2 separate regions of the Pan troglodytes genome follow, and region 1 is linked to region 2. Evidence: chromatin contacts called from public HiChIP or PLAC-seq data. All regions are on one chromosome and are shown on one strand. The core of a region is the stretch at or near the end of the contact, and the rest is flanking DNA. Distances in the headings are between cores, read along the strand shown. Region 1 overlaps PRICKLE2 (prickle planar cell polarity protein 2). Region 2 has its middle 15 kb from the start of PSMD6.

The links. HiChIP or PLAC-seq counts read pairs in DNA pulled down with a chosen protein or histone mark.
Region 1: an H3K4me3 HiChIP or PLAC-seq map of stem cell-derived excitatory neurons shows a contact between it and region 2, with 9 times the contacts expected there. The contact joins two enhancer-like sites. A contact is called at or near these places in 2 of 7 Hi-C or Micro-C datasets (blood and stem cell-derived neural progenitor cells) and 1 of 1 datasets of contacts at active chromatin or transcription factors (stem cell-derived excitatory neurons).

The regions. Positions count from the first base shown.
Region 1 is chr2:68,189,645-68,197,137 of NHGRI_mPanTro3-v2.0_pri, reverse strand. The region is part of intron 2 of PRICKLE2 (prickle planar cell polarity protein 2); the gene reads left to right. Among named protein-coding and RNA genes, the nearest start is that of PSMD6, 200 kb to the right of the region's middle. Within about 2 kb of position 1,262, at least 17 of the 24 cell types and tissues checked have an H3K27ac peak or open chromatin away from gene starts, as enhancers often do. A contact at or near this core is called in stem cell-derived excitatory neurons and stem cell-derived neural progenitor cells, where this site is marked.
Region 2 is chr2:68,006,240-68,013,630 of NHGRI_mPanTro3-v2.0_pri, reverse strand. No RefSeq gene overlaps it. Among named protein-coding and RNA genes, the nearest start is that of PSMD6, 15 kb to the right of the region's middle. Within about 2 kb of position 2,845, at least 4 of the 24 cell types and tissues checked have an H3K27ac peak or open chromatin away from gene starts, as enhancers often do. A contact at or near this core is called in stem cell-derived excitatory neurons and stem cell-derived neural progenitor cells, where this site is marked.

The DNA of each region.
Region 1 (7,493 bases), core at 13-2,512, 190 kb before region 2:
TCTTGCCTCTCTCCTGGCCCGGGATACTGCACAGGCAGCATTGAAGGAATATATGATTTTAAACAATTAAAGATGACCATGGAAATACTCAGATGCTAGGAACAGTGATCAGCCTAGTAGATAGTATGCCTCGGTGAATTTTTCTAACTTCATTCAAACTATCAGAAATAGCTATTGAGTATGTGATATTGTGTTAATCTTCACCATAGTTCTATTCAATATTTTACTTTCTTTAATTGCAGTAGCCCATAAGGCCCTTGAAAGCAGAGACTGTGTTTATACCTAGTCTTTAGAGCTGTGCATGGCATAGAGTATGTGCTTAGTAAATATTTATTGAATGAGTGAATGGTACAGTTGAGGTTATTGAAGATCCCACAAGTTAAGTTACTTGCCTAAGATCACACTGCTAGCAGGAAGGAAAGGCAGGATTTGAACACAGGGCTCTCCAAATGTATAGATTCCTTTCTTCCAGATTGCTTGGTTAGGCCGCCTAGTGGTGTATAAAAATGGAGATCAGAGACCCCAAATGTATTCAACAAAAGCTCTATCTGAGGTCTAGGAAATGTGGATTCTGACCCATCCTTGCTGAAATCCTGGTGTGACTTTACAAAAGTCCTTTCTCCAGTTGTCTCCATTTTCTAATCTGTAAAATGAGGAGACGGAAGCAATGCTCTCTGAGGGTCTCAGGGTCTTCAGATGCCCTGGGAAGGTTTATGCTTTGTCTTCTTCTGCAGTTGGAATTGGGGTAAGGGGTTAAAGGGCAGCTGACTAACTCACCACCCAAGCACGTGAGGAAAGGAGTCACTTGTGCTTTATTTCAAGGTGCACAAAAACTCAAAGGTGACATAGTCTTAGGCCAAAAAACAAGCAACACCCGAAAATGAAAGTTGAAGAGAGAAGAGAAAGAAAAAAAAAAAAAAAAGGAGAGGCATTTGAAGGCTTGACACAGCATTTAATTAAAAAAGAGTGCTCTGATTCCACTCCTAGGTTGGTGCAGCATGTAATCTGAAACAGGCACTCAGGTTGATAATTGTGCCCAGATCTGAACCTTGGCACATAAGAGCACAGCTTTTAAGAAGAAAAAAAATAGGCATGTGTCTTTAAAGCCTCTCTTCTTATATGTGATTTTTTTCATGCTCATTTGGAGGCTACGTAGCTGGGCCTTTGCATCCAGCAAAGGCTTCCTTCCCCTCTCCCTGGCTTGGGGATTATTGATTTGGAAGGCAAGGCTAATTTACATGTAAATAAATCTCAGCACTGGGCAGCAGGATGGGACGTCCAGATGCCGTGACTGACTTGCTGACATCACAGCTTCATTAGCATGCGGAGGATGCAAGCACTGCAACAGCGACTTCTCAGGCACCACCAGCAGCGCCACCGAGAGTTATTATTATTTTTTGACCAAGCAGCACATTTCCTGGTTCAGTGGCTTGAGCTCTGTGAGCAGCTGACTAGTCACCCCGGGTCTGGCTCAGGATCAGCTGGTGACGCTGGGCTGGAGTCTATGACTTCTTCCTTCAGATTGTCATGAAGAAGGGGAGTTAAGAGGAAACTGGGGGTCCTCCGGAAGGCGATCTGAGCACTCAGGCTGATCTAGAGGAAGAGTAGAAGTCATACTTTTTTTCTCCTGCTTGGTGAATTCCCCAGCAGAGTCTGGATCCAGCAGTGCTGTTTTCCCTGAGGGAATGTGGAGCAGCTCGGCTTGAGTCTGTTGCCAGCTTCAGGAAGGGTTCAGACTGAAAAGGGGGTTTGAGGAGAAGATGCTTTGGCTGCCTGAGGTCCTGCTTGCGTTCTTAGAAGTCAGATCCAGGGAGAAAGTGAACTGGGACAATTAACAAGCTCCAAGGGTCTGGCAGAAGCTTCCTCCGAGACTGGGCATTTCATCCTCCCTGGAGGTGGGTAAGAAATTTGCTCTAATTCACAAATTAAACAGCAGTATGTTTTCTAAGGAGGATGAGAAAGCCAGATCTAGGGCCTTTGCATTGGGGGAGGATATTGGGTCTTCGTTTTCTTGGCCAGGTAGCATTTTTGGTGGCCCTGCGACCCCTTTTGCCTTTTCTATGCTTATTAGAAAGCTCGATTACAAAGTGTTATGTCACAGCTCTAGGGAGTCTTGAAGAAACGCTTAAATCTTGATGCTTAAGAAGAAGCAGCGTTTCTCTAAAAGTGTAGCTGTCTTTAAAAAACCATAATAATATGGGGAAAGGGGCTAACAGACCAAATACCTGAGAGTGTTCATGCACAGTAGTCATTTCAACACATGATGTCAGAAACCATTAGGGGATCTGAGGAACAAGGACCCAGCTGAGACTTCCAGGTAAAGAAATGGCTTTCAAATTATTTAGGTTTAATTGTAGACACTGCTTTCAGATTAGAAATGGTGACAGAGTTTCAGAATATGACTGCATAGCCTGGCTGAACACACGATTCGGTTTGCCCTCTATGCTGGGTTTCTTGAGGGAGTGATCATAGTTAGTTCTCCTCACTCTTGGCTTCTCGAAAACCAATCATAGCATTACTAATTTGCCATGGGGGTCTTGCAATGAAATACAGATTTTTAATCCCATGGTTTTTTGTTATGCGGTCTTGGACTATGCTGGGGTCCAGTGGGACTTTTATGAATCATAAATAATCCAGGCTGGGCCAAATCACACTGAGGTTAGCGATCCATACCAGATGTGATGCCATCCGCTGGTCCAAATGTGGCTCTTGTCTAACTTAGGCACATAGATTATTTCCCCAGTGAGAGAGTTCTGCTTCCCATATCAATGCATGTATGAGCACAGTCAGGGGAGGGCTCCAGTGTGCCATGAATATGTAGACATAGACTGCCGTGTACTGAATCTGCAGCTGGGTAAGGCTGTGATTTGCTTTGGCTGCACATCTCTTCCCAAAGACTGTTTTAAACCATCTCAGTGAGACTTAAACTAAATGAAGCAGCCTTGCCTCTTTGCTAGAGGCCAAATTGGCTGCTGTAATCCTGCTCCTCAGAAGGCTTACTGCCTGCTGATGGCTTTCACAGATGGGTCAGGATGAGTGTCCCCAAGGGCTCCAGAGTAAGTCACAACTTTGACATAATTACCATATTTTGGAAATTTGGATTTTAATGCCTCGAGTGCTTATAAAGGTTTTGCCTTTCCGTCAAATGCTCCTTCCCCTTGGGAATTCTGTTTTTCATGTGAAAATTAAAACATACTGGCTCCATCGGGCATCTCGGTCTATAAAGATTCACGGGGCAGCCAGAAATACTAAAATAGCATTGTTTGAAATGGTGTGTTTATAAAGATTTACCCATGAAACGTGAGGGAAAAAAATAGAAATAGAGGAAGAAAGATGCATTTATGGAAGCTTAAAGAATGAGAAGGGAACTTAGAGGTTAGATAGTATGAGATGATATTTATCCAGGGCTCAGACTCTGGAGCTGGAAAGAGCTGAAGATACTTAAAGCTACCCATTCCTGCCAGTAAAGTGGAGAGAGCAATGGAATCTATAGTTAGGGTGATAGGTGTACGGATTTAATGAGATGACCTATGCAGAGCACAGTGGCAGCCACATAGTAAATATTCGGTAAATATTAGCTGCTATTGTTGTTGTTGTTGTTGTCATTGTTACCATTTTGTCATTATCGTTATAAGTGTTGTTGCTAAAAAACAGTATTGAAAAGGCAACATGTTCACATCCATTTGCCTGCAGAAAGGTTTTGCTAGCAGAAAAGATGCCATCTCTGGTACTGTTATATCCAAATGATTCCCACTCAAAGAAACTTTCCACCCTATTGATTGAGTTGACAGAATAAAGTGTATTATCCAGAACTACTGTATTTCACAGAACTGAAAGTGACCAGCTGGTGTAATGAAAATCATTTAGAACTAACTGGGGCTTAGGCAGCCTTAAAGAAGGCATCCTGTTTTGGCAGCTGACAAGTCACATGTAGAAAGCTGCAGGGTCCCAGTTGGAATCAATGCATTTCTAGATTTCTCTTCTGCTTCAACTATGCATGTGAGAGACAGTCCTTTTCTTTCTTAATTCTTTTCAGTGCAGATATTGAGCATTTTCTTCTCTATCCAGGGAGGCCATTGAATATGTGCTTAACCTGCTGGTTGGCTCCTCAGAAGTTCCAAGGCTGAATTTTTGCCACCATCTGGGTGCCTTCAGCTTATGGGTTGGCTGCTAAGGGAAAGGAATAGGCCTCCCCTGCCTGCCTGCCTACCATGGCCCAGTCTGTCTGCTTTTGTTTTGTGTCACTGTTATGGCACAATTTTGCCAGGCTCGTGGTCTGCCTCCTTCATGCCGGTGGGCCTACTTCTGTCACACAAGTGGACTGCTGTTTCTCCCTTTCCTCCCAAGATCTTTCTTTTTAATTTTGGGGAATTAGAACTCTGACACAGGGATCTGAAAGACAAAAGTGAATTAGAAGAGTCAGAGGAGTCTGCCATAAAATTCTTTCCCAAGAAACTCGGAACTGGGAGTTGGTCATTCCTGGTTGCTACTGATCTTTAGTAGAATTGTGTTGTGCACGGAGAATAATATTTATACCTTAACCACAGCCCACCTCCCTTACTTCCTGATGGGAGGTATGATCTCAGGAGAGTTGCCTGACCTCTCTGAAGTTTGGCTTCCTCATATGAATATTGGAAATAAAGTCCCCTGAATGCATGGGATTGCTGTGAAGATAGCGGCTATAATGCCCTTGCCCAATTCCTGGTACTGACTGGATGTTGAGCATATTTCCCAGTTAATCCCGATCTGTGAACAACAGGGGGCAGTAATTTTAATATTTATTTAACAGAGAAACTGAAGGCCAATAGAATTAAATTAGAAATCAATAACAACAAGATATTTGGGAAATCCAAGTAAAATGACATAGCAGATGACAAACCGTGGTACCCGTCTAGTGCTTCTTTTAATAAACATCAGTTCCAAACGCTCTGAATTTGAGAAGGGCTCAATGACCCAACTGCACTGCCTGCCTCGAATTAGCAGAAACCTCTTTATTTAGTAGCCCCCAGGCTGTGGTCATTTCTTCTGTGCTGTCTGTAAACACACAAGAGTCAAAAGGCTCTGTCCCTCAGATAGGAATTCTGGGTGGCATTTGGATAAAGGCTTTCTTTTGTGCTTAAAGATCCACTGAAACCTTTCTCTGTTCATTCCCTCCGTGACTGTGGTGCTTATAAACAGGGAACTGCTGGTGACCATGAGCTATTTGCAAACTAAGAAGCTTGAGGATGAGATATTGGCCAAATCTGTTTTCTTTGTTGATGCTTTTGAGTGACATTTGCCCCTTTGCTCTGTCTTAACCTGTAAACATTTAAAATGAAATGTTCTGGTTTTTATGCTGTGTGTGTGTGTGCGTGTGTGTGTGTGTGTGTGTGTGTGTGTGTATGTGTATTAATCAAACAGGGGTGAAGATCTCTTTTGGGGATTGAGTCAGTTGAGTTTGGAGACTTCGTTTTCTTTTTTCTCTGGCCTATTGTCTGAGCAGTTTATTATTTGGCATCTGAAAACCATAGGCTTGCTTGTTGTGTTATTTCCCTGGGGATAAGGCAGAGGAGAAAAAAGCAAGGCTGGAGAGAGGGGAGAGAGTGTGTGAGTTTGGATGGAGCTTTAAGAGGAGGGGAGGGAAAGGAAGACAGAATGGAGAAGCAGCTGGGAGAATATCAGAGCAATTGCCAATCCACCATGAAAGTGCAAAGCTGAAGGTTCCCTTTGGGTGAAGTTGCAACTCAGAAGGCAACTCTGTTCTCCTTTAGCTAAAAACTCCTCTCCCCATCTGTCCTACAAAACTCACAGCGAAGCCATTTTAAATCCGAAAACCCTCCTTATGACTAAGCACTGCACATGTTTTCCACTAGAGCACCATGGACCATTTCTAAAAGTACATTAATTAGAAGGAGCAGATTTTCAAGTACAATATGAGCCTGCCTTTCCCTGGTGGGTGTAGGGGGTAAACTTTAGTGCATGTTTGGCTTTGAAGTCTATAAAGATCAAATTGGCTGAACCAAGCACTCGGATATGAGTGCTGACTTGGAAGATGAAACCTAACACTCCAGGGGGCACAGAATCCAGAGATGTCACTGGTTGGAACTGGAGGCATGAAGAAAATCGGGGCTGGCCTCGTTTGACAAAGCATTGCCAGAGTCATGCTCACTCAGAACAGCAGAGTGAACCTACAGGAGGAAGCAATAGCGGGGGGTTCTCTGATCGCTCCCTTCTTCCTGGTGCTAGTGTTTGAGCTGCTGTATGTGTTTGAGCTGCTGTATGTAAGTGTTTGAGTGCTGTATCCTGGGGCACTGAAGGCAGCACAGGAGCCCTTTCTTTATCTCTTTGGACATGGAGCAAGATCCACTTCCGGTTGGTATGTTTTCCAACCCAGCACCCAGCCTGCCTCGAGTGATAGGAGGCTGACTTGAGTTGCCTCGATTCCTCTCACACTGGGAGTGCTGTTGTCTTCAAGTCACCCTCCTCTCCTTGACTCCTGAAAATCAAACCTTGTAAATATTTTCCAGCCCCATCCAGGGTTAAGGGTAGCCAGGGCAGAAATTCTTAGCATTTCATTTCAACTGGGCAAGATGCCAATTATTCCAGCTCTTTTCTTGGCATCCATTCATCAGTTATGAGTCCTTAGAGATGCCTGCTCATGAAAGTTCCAAGACTTAACTAAGAAACAGCCTATTTTCTATGGTCACAAAATCTGGTAAGGTTTTAAGGTAACTGTTAATATAGAAGGCAATGTATGTTTTGGGTGTCTATGTGTCTGTGAATAGTCTGTGGTTAATGTTGATGTGGATGTATGATAACTGTCATAGACTGAGCGCCTACTGAGTGTTTGCTACGAAAGATGCTTTATGTAAACTTGCCTTGTTAATTCTTATAGCAATCACGCAGCTAGATATTATTGGTTCTATTTAGTAATTGAGAAATCAGGACTCCTGGAAGTTAAGTAACTCGTTCAAGCTTACACAGAGAGTAAAGAGTAATGCTGGGATTCGAACCCAGGATAATTAGAGTCCAAATCCTGTCCACCATTCTAGGCTTCTTTATACTTTTCATTATAATGTCCCCTGGGGATGTGTTTGTTTCTCTTATATAGCTCCTTTATGAATCCCTCATTTGAGAAACACCTCATTATTTAGCCATTGAATTAAAATCTCATTGGTTGATCTTTGGTAAAGTTGGAAACACCCAAGAGAATATGTCAGACTTGAAACAGAACATAGTGGTGTCTTCACCTTCTGCTTTTAATGTGGCTTTTGGAGTGAAAGTGTGAGATTGCTAGGAAAGTCAGAAGACACCCTGAGATGAGAAGTAAAAACTGCAGGCAGGTGGAAGAAGTCCTTTGCTGGACTACAGGGAACATAGGGAATTCTTCTGGTGTAAACCTGTGACTGTGGGCAGAGAGATGGGAGTTCGGAGAGAGGGAAGCCAAGCTTGTTGCTCTTGATCGCCAGTTGTGTGCACATCAGGTTCTAACTAAAATGTATGTTTCCGTTTTC
Region 2 (7,391 bases), core at 1,596-4,095:
CTACTGATTATCTACCCAGAGGAAAATAAGTCATTTTTTGAAGACGACACTTCCACACACATCTTCATAGCAGCACAATTTGCAATTGCAAAAATATTATCAATCTAAATGTCTATCAACCAACCAATGGATGAAGAAAATGTGTTATACATACACCATGGAATACTACTCAGCCATAAAACAGAATGAAATAATGACTTTTGCAGCAACCTGGATGGAGCTAGAGGCCATTATTCTAAGTAAAGTAACTCAGGAATGGAAAACCAAATATCAAATGTTATCAGCTATGAGGATGTAAAGGCATAAGAATAATATAATGGACTTTGCGGACTATAAAAAAATAAAAAATAAAAAAATAATTCCCTAGTGGGCTATTTTTTAGAGGACACAAATTCCTGCTTCTGATGTATAAATCCAGTCTTCTTGCAGGTTTCTGAGCTTGTTGCTCTTTTGTGGTATGCTTTTCACTTTTGTTAAAAAACTCTTACCACACATACCATAATTAGGTATGGTAGGAGGGTGAGGGATAAAATACTACATATTGGGTACACTGCCCAGGTGACAGGTGCACCAAAATCTCAGTATTCACCACTAAAGAACTTATCCATGTAACTAGAAACCACCTGTACCCCCCAAATTATTGAAATTCAAATTATTTTTAAAAAGATATTTGGGTAAAGTATGTTGTCAGAGAACCTCTGCTGAAACCTTTGCCTATCCTTGGAAAAGCCCCCAAGTTGTAAAGAAGTATATATCGTGCTCCAGCTCCTCCAAATGTAAAAAAAAATCAGCCATTCCTATATAATTGTGACCACGTGTTCATATTTTCAACTTGTTTTAATTGTAGCAAGTAAGAAAACTTGACATTCTCTAGTTTTTCAAAGGAAAGGTGACGTATACATGCTTCCTAATAGGAGATCATAACCACTTTTAAAAACACATCAGCCAAATATATGGAAGAAATTGCTTTATGGTAACACAAGGAAGAAGGATCTTTAAAAATAATTCCTGGCTGGGCACGGTGGCTCACACCTGTAATCCCAGCACTTTAGGAAGCCGAGGTGGGCAGATCACGAGGTCAGGAGATAGAGATCATCCTGGCTAACATGGTGAAACCCCGTCTCTACTAAAAATACAAAAAAAAATTAGCAGTGCATGATGGTGGGCACCTGTAGTGCCAGCTACTTGGGAGGCTGAGGCAGGAGAATGGCATGAACCCGGGAGGCGGAGCTTGCAGTGAGCCGAGATCGTGCCACTGCACTCTAGCCTGGGTGACAGAGTGAGACTCCGTCTCAAAAAAAATAAAAAATAAATAAATAAATAAAAATAAAAAATAATAAAAAATAATTCTCTAGTGGGCCATTTTTTAGAGGACACAAATTCCTGCTTCTGATGTACAAATCCAGTATTCTTGCAGGTTTCTGAGCTTGCTGCTCTTTTGTGGCTAAGCTTTTCACTTTTGTTAAAAGACACTTACCACACATACCATAATTAGAAGTTTGGAGTTGTATATTTGGGGTAATCTCAGACAGCTACATTAGACTGGCCTCAGCTTTTCAGGAAAAAATTCATTTTGAGTTAATTTATTATTGGACATTAAGGCTATTTCAATTTGCTACCAAATCTTCACTTCACTTTACCATTAAATGTGACTTTTAAAATGTGCAGAAAGCATTTACCATGTTTTCTCTGTTTATACGAGACTAGGTGGCTACACATGATGTTAACAATAATTATACCAGAGAAGTAGAATTACAGACCATTTTAATTGTCTCATCTTGTACAATAGCAAGAAGCCTAATAAGAAAAAAGTTAAATGTTAATATTTCTTTAATAAAGAATAAAAATAAACCATTTTCTTAGTATTCCTAAGCTTTCAGAGGAGATGGAGTGCATATTTCTCTGGCATCAATTACACATGTTCTAGATTGTTTATTAAAGGATTAGAAGAGAAAATTCAACAAAAAGAGAAAAGAATGAGGATGAAAAGAAATTATGTATGGAGGCTGGGTGTAGTGGCTCACATCTGTAATCCCAGCAATTTGGGAGACTGAGATGGGCAGATCACTTGAGGTTAGGAGTTCGAGACCGGCATGGTCAACATGGTGAAACCCTGTCTCTACTAAAAATACAAAAATTAGCTGAGTGTGGTGACACACACCTGTAATCCTAGCTACTCAGGAGGCTGAGGCAAGAGAATCGCTTGAATCCAGGAGGCCGAGTTTGCAGTGAGCTGAGATTGCGTCACTGCACTCTAGCCTGGGTGACAGAGCGAGACTCCATTTCAAAAAAATAAAACAAAATAAAATTGTGTATGGAGACATACAAAAACTGAATATATAAGTAGGTCTGAAAATATTGAGAGCATCTTAAACTGGGTTTATACAATTATTTGAACAATTCAGGTCAAAAGCCACACTTAAAAATAAAAGCAACACCTGTCAATTCAAAGCAAAAGTATTTTATTTGTATCAGTTTCTACTTCCTATAAATGTAAAATTAGCCCAAAGGGTTAGAAAAAAAAGAAAAAAACAGAACTGTTCTCATTCTCCCAGACTCTTCCTCACAATGTGAACACATCAGAGATTAAAATAACACAGAATAAGGTTGGAGTTTCAATAGGCATTATCCTGAGAAATCAAGGGAAGGCTGAGAGTGGGTGGTCGGTGAATAGATATTAAGAATAAAATCTCCTCTTCTTGTTTGCATGACTTGTGTGTGGAACTATGCCCACCCTTTGCTTTGCTTTGCTTTGGCAGGGAAGCAGAGTTCTGACTTGGCTCTGTGACATTCCATGACATACGCCTCAAAGCTGTGAGACATAGCGGGAAAATGTCACTGTGTAAGGGCAGTCTGTCTCAGGGCAATGCAACATGGCCATCTGAGGCACTGCTTGGTGGTCGAGTGATTCATCAGAATACAGACACTGAACACTATTGATTTGAGGACAAGGCATGGCAGAGATCAGTGAGATTCTGAGCAAGAATGGGGAATTACAGGGCATACTCAAATGACAAAGGAAAATCTAGGACAGCAGTCTATATGTGCAGGCAACGGAGGTGATGACAATGTGTTGATAGCAATATTTTGTTAATATCTGGGAGTTGTTAATAAAGGGTGCTTCCTGGAGCAACCAGAACAAGTACCTGCCTAAATGGAGTCAACTAATATGCTTACTAAAAGGTTTTCGAGCTAAATGGCAAATTGCTTCAGAGCAGGCAAAATGCTCCATTTAAGATTCATAACTGGAAGGCACTTTATCTACCTAATGATCAGAAGGATGCTGATTATTAGAAATGCCTGCATTAAAGACAGGGAAGCACATTTGCATTCAGCTCAGAGTGCAGGTAGAGGGAAAATAATAAGAATTCTCTTAAGATACAGATCTTAAGTTCTTTACTTCATTTGTGTTAATGCCTCTCCTGGAGTCCAGCCTCACATAAAGTGAGTGGAAAATAATAACCCCAGATGGGTGCTGGCCACTGTATCCTACTGCACAGAGAACCAAATGATTCTGGCAGCAGCAGCAGACCATCACACGCAAAACTTCTCTCACCAGCAAACCCACACACATGCGAACACCCAGCAGAGCAGCACAGACAACTGTTCTAGCCACAGTGCCACTGTGAAGGGTTTGCAAATCAGGATGGGCAGGATTAAAAGAGAGCCAGTGTAGAGATTTTATATCTGTAGGAAAACAAAAACAAGATGAATGTTTCATCAAGCTCATATGGTGTCTGAACAGAAGAATAATGTGAGATACTGAAATAGAAAAGGAAAACCAAATGTTGTGCTATTCAAAGTGAAGAATTAAGGGACACTCCAAGACACAAGAATTAAGGGACGCTCCTCGCCCCTTAGTTTCCTTCAATTATCCATACAGTTGGATGAAGAAGAGGAGGTAAGGAAGAAGTGAGGCTGGTATTTGGGATCTGAATTATTGAGCTATCACTTCACTTTCTGTAATTCATTCTGAATACATATACTTAGTCTTATTTTCTAAAATACCTTAAAATAGCAGCTTTTAATACTCTTAATAGCACATGTCAAGAGGAGCTTTTTTTTCTTTTTAACTTGAACAGAACAGTGGGCATTATTACTTCACACACGGTAGATACTCAGCAACCCTTACTCTGTGTCTCCAACTTCCATCCTTGCCATGATTATACTTTCCGTAGACACTGAGACTTGAGGTAGGAAGACCAGGTAGAAGTCCCTTGTACAACTGTCCAGCAGGCAGTAATAAAGGGTTCACAGTAGAGTGCTGGGAAATGTGTGTTGACCAGATACATTTCAAAGTGAATTAATAGCATTTGTTGACCAACTAAATTTCAGGAGGAAAGAGAAGTAGCTGAAGAGGAGGCTGATTTCTCTAGGTCGGATGGCCAAGTGGATGGAGGGACCATTATTGGCTGGGGACGCAGGTCTGCAGGTCATCCTGAAGAACATCAATCATGTTCCTGGCAGGGAGGCCCTCGGGGGGAACTGGACCACGTGGGACTGTTTACTCTGCTTTTTAATTTTCTCTCTTCTTCCTTAGCTGTCAAGCTGTCAGCTGTCACTTCTTGCTACTGTCAGTTCTAAGCCCTTCCTTTTTTACTTCCTAATTTGCTGCTTCTGGAAAGCCTGAGAGGCAGGGCTGCTAGAAATATATGTAAAGCAAGAGTCTATGGAGGCTAAGTAATGGTCCAAGGACCATTGACTATTATAAAGTACAGGGCTTCATGATTACTGTTTCAACTGCTCAATTTAAATGGATTAGGTCTTCAGAGATCTGGCACTCAGATAGCTAGGGAGGTATTGATTTCTATTTGTGTAGCAACTTTGAGAATAAAATTGTTCTTCAAGTCATCCGATGATTCTTAATTTTTAAGGTAAGATTTTAAATTGGCTGCTACATAATAAATCATAGCTAGCACTTATTGGGCACTTAGTAGTTGTCAGACCCTGTTCTAAGAACATTTCACGTAATATCACTTGTAACCAGCCAGGAGTCCTAAGGATTGTGCAGTATTATAATTACCCATTTTATAGATAGAAAATCTGAGGCATAGAAAGGTTAATTTTTCCAAGACCACTGAGTGGCCATAAGCAGCAGAGCCAGATTTAAAAGCATGGCCAGGCGCGGTGGCTCATGCCTGGAATCCCAGCACTTTGGGAGGCTAAGGAGGGCGGATCATTTCTGGTCAGGAGTTCAAGACCAGCCTGGCCGACATGGTGAAACCCTGTCTCAACTAAAAACACAAAAATTAGCTGGGCATGGTGGTGCACACCTGTAGTCCCAGCTACTTGAGAGGCTGAGGCAGGAGAACTGCTTGAATCTGGGAGGCAGAGGTTGCAGTGAGCCGAGATCATGCACTCCAGCCTGGGTGACAGAGTATTAAAAAAAAAAACAAACTCTGTCTCAAAATAAATAAATGGGCAATTAGGGTGAAATGCAGTCATATGGGCTGGCACTGTTCCAGTATGACTGGTGTCCTTATAAGAAGAGATTACGACACAGACAAACAGAAGAGGACCCTCTAAAACCAGAGGGAAAAGGTGGCCATCTGCAAGCCAAGGAGAGACGCCTTAGAAGAAAACCCTGCTGATACCTTGATCTTGCACTTCCAGTCTTCGGAACTGGGAAGAAATGCATTTCTGTTGTCTAAGCCACTTAGCCTGTGGTATTTTGTTACGGCAGCCTGAGCAGACTCATACACACTGACCAAAGAGGTTGGTATTAAGAGCTTTACGTAGAAGCCCCCTGAAAACAACTTCCCTCCTTGACTTTTCTCCCAAATCTTAAGTTCATTGAAGGGATTAGTTCAGGGAGAGGGAAAGAAGTTTGGTTTCTTAGAAGATGGGAGAAGGCCGAAATGAAGAACGCAGAGGAGTGGAGAAGATTCCTCAAGACCAGAAGGGCTCATGGGGCTCAGTGAGTGCAGGCCTCTCATGGCATCCTCTCAGTGCTCTGGAAGAGAGAGTGCTGTTCCAGGCATAGTTCCAGGACACGGGGCTCCAGCCTTGTCACCTACTGACCCCTGGGTGCAATAATGACTCAGCTGAGTTTCTGCCAGATCAATAAGATGGAGATTCAGAGAAAGATATTTTATAATTTGACTATTAATTCAAAAAATAATGTGAATTAATACTACTTTAATACTAGTTTCACACCCAAGCTTGTTAAATGGAACTCAAGTAGGATCACACCCTCTATGGAAGAATTAATCACCCAGTTGTGCCAAGACTCCAAGCGGAACACTGACAGTGGTGATCACAGTTGCTCTTCCCTGCCCAGCATCACCCCTTCTTCTTCTGGCAACACACCTGATACCTTTTGGAGCAATGACTTTCCTCCCTAAAGTGCATGCTTCTGGAGGATTGTCACTCAGGGGGCTTGCCTTGCCAAGCACAAGCATGGGACCCAGCTGGACCAATTGGCTTCTCTCTCCCAACTCTGAATCTTGAAGTGGGTGGTAGAAGGAAGAACAAATGCTAAAATTAATTCATCTCAGCTTTGGCTCCCTAAAGTAAGTGGCCAAATTGCTGGAGTTCCTTGGAGATATCATAATAAAACTGGTTCCCCAGGCTTGACTTGCATCCTGTAGGCATCCATATCTCCCTTGAATAAATTTCCTTTTGTCTTTAGTTGCCAGAGTCTATTTCTGTGGCTTTCAACCACAAAAGAGCCCTAGTTAATATAATGCCTGTGGAATCAGACTCTGAAAACTAAGATGGAAGTAGTAAATGTGGTACATTGGTTCCCATTCTTTTGGAAAGGTGTGTGTGCTTGTTGTGTGTTGAGATTTTGAGCCACCCATTTTGATATCCATTTGTTCCAGTACCATTTATTGAAAAGTGACTCATCCTTCATGCGTTGCCTTTGCAACCTTGTCAAAAATCAGTTGTCTATATCTGTTTTGTTTCTTTCTGGACTCTCTAGCCTGTTTTATTGAACACTTTGTCTTTACACCAATATTATGCTGTTTTGATTACTATAGTTTTATAATGATATTCTCATATTTGGGGGTGTGTGTGTGGATATGTGGGTGTGGGGGAGAAGAAAGTTGCAGTCATCAGGACATTTCTTCCTTAAATACTTAATATGCAAGTTTTAAAAATAAGGGCTTTGTCATACTTGTCACAGCAAAGAAAATTAGTAATCCCCAAATATCATTTAATATACAGTCCATATTCAAATATCTCTAATGTCTCCAAAACATCTATGGCTGTTTTTCTTAAAAATGTATGATAGATCTTTTATTAGTATCTCTAGCTTTGTCTTTGATGATTTAGAATTTTAAACTTTTTTCCTTGGGTCAATTTTCATAATTTATAATATTACGAGGAATTCATCCTTCCAAGTTTTGAAAACTATTATATAGAGTTGCTTATTATATTCTCTTAAA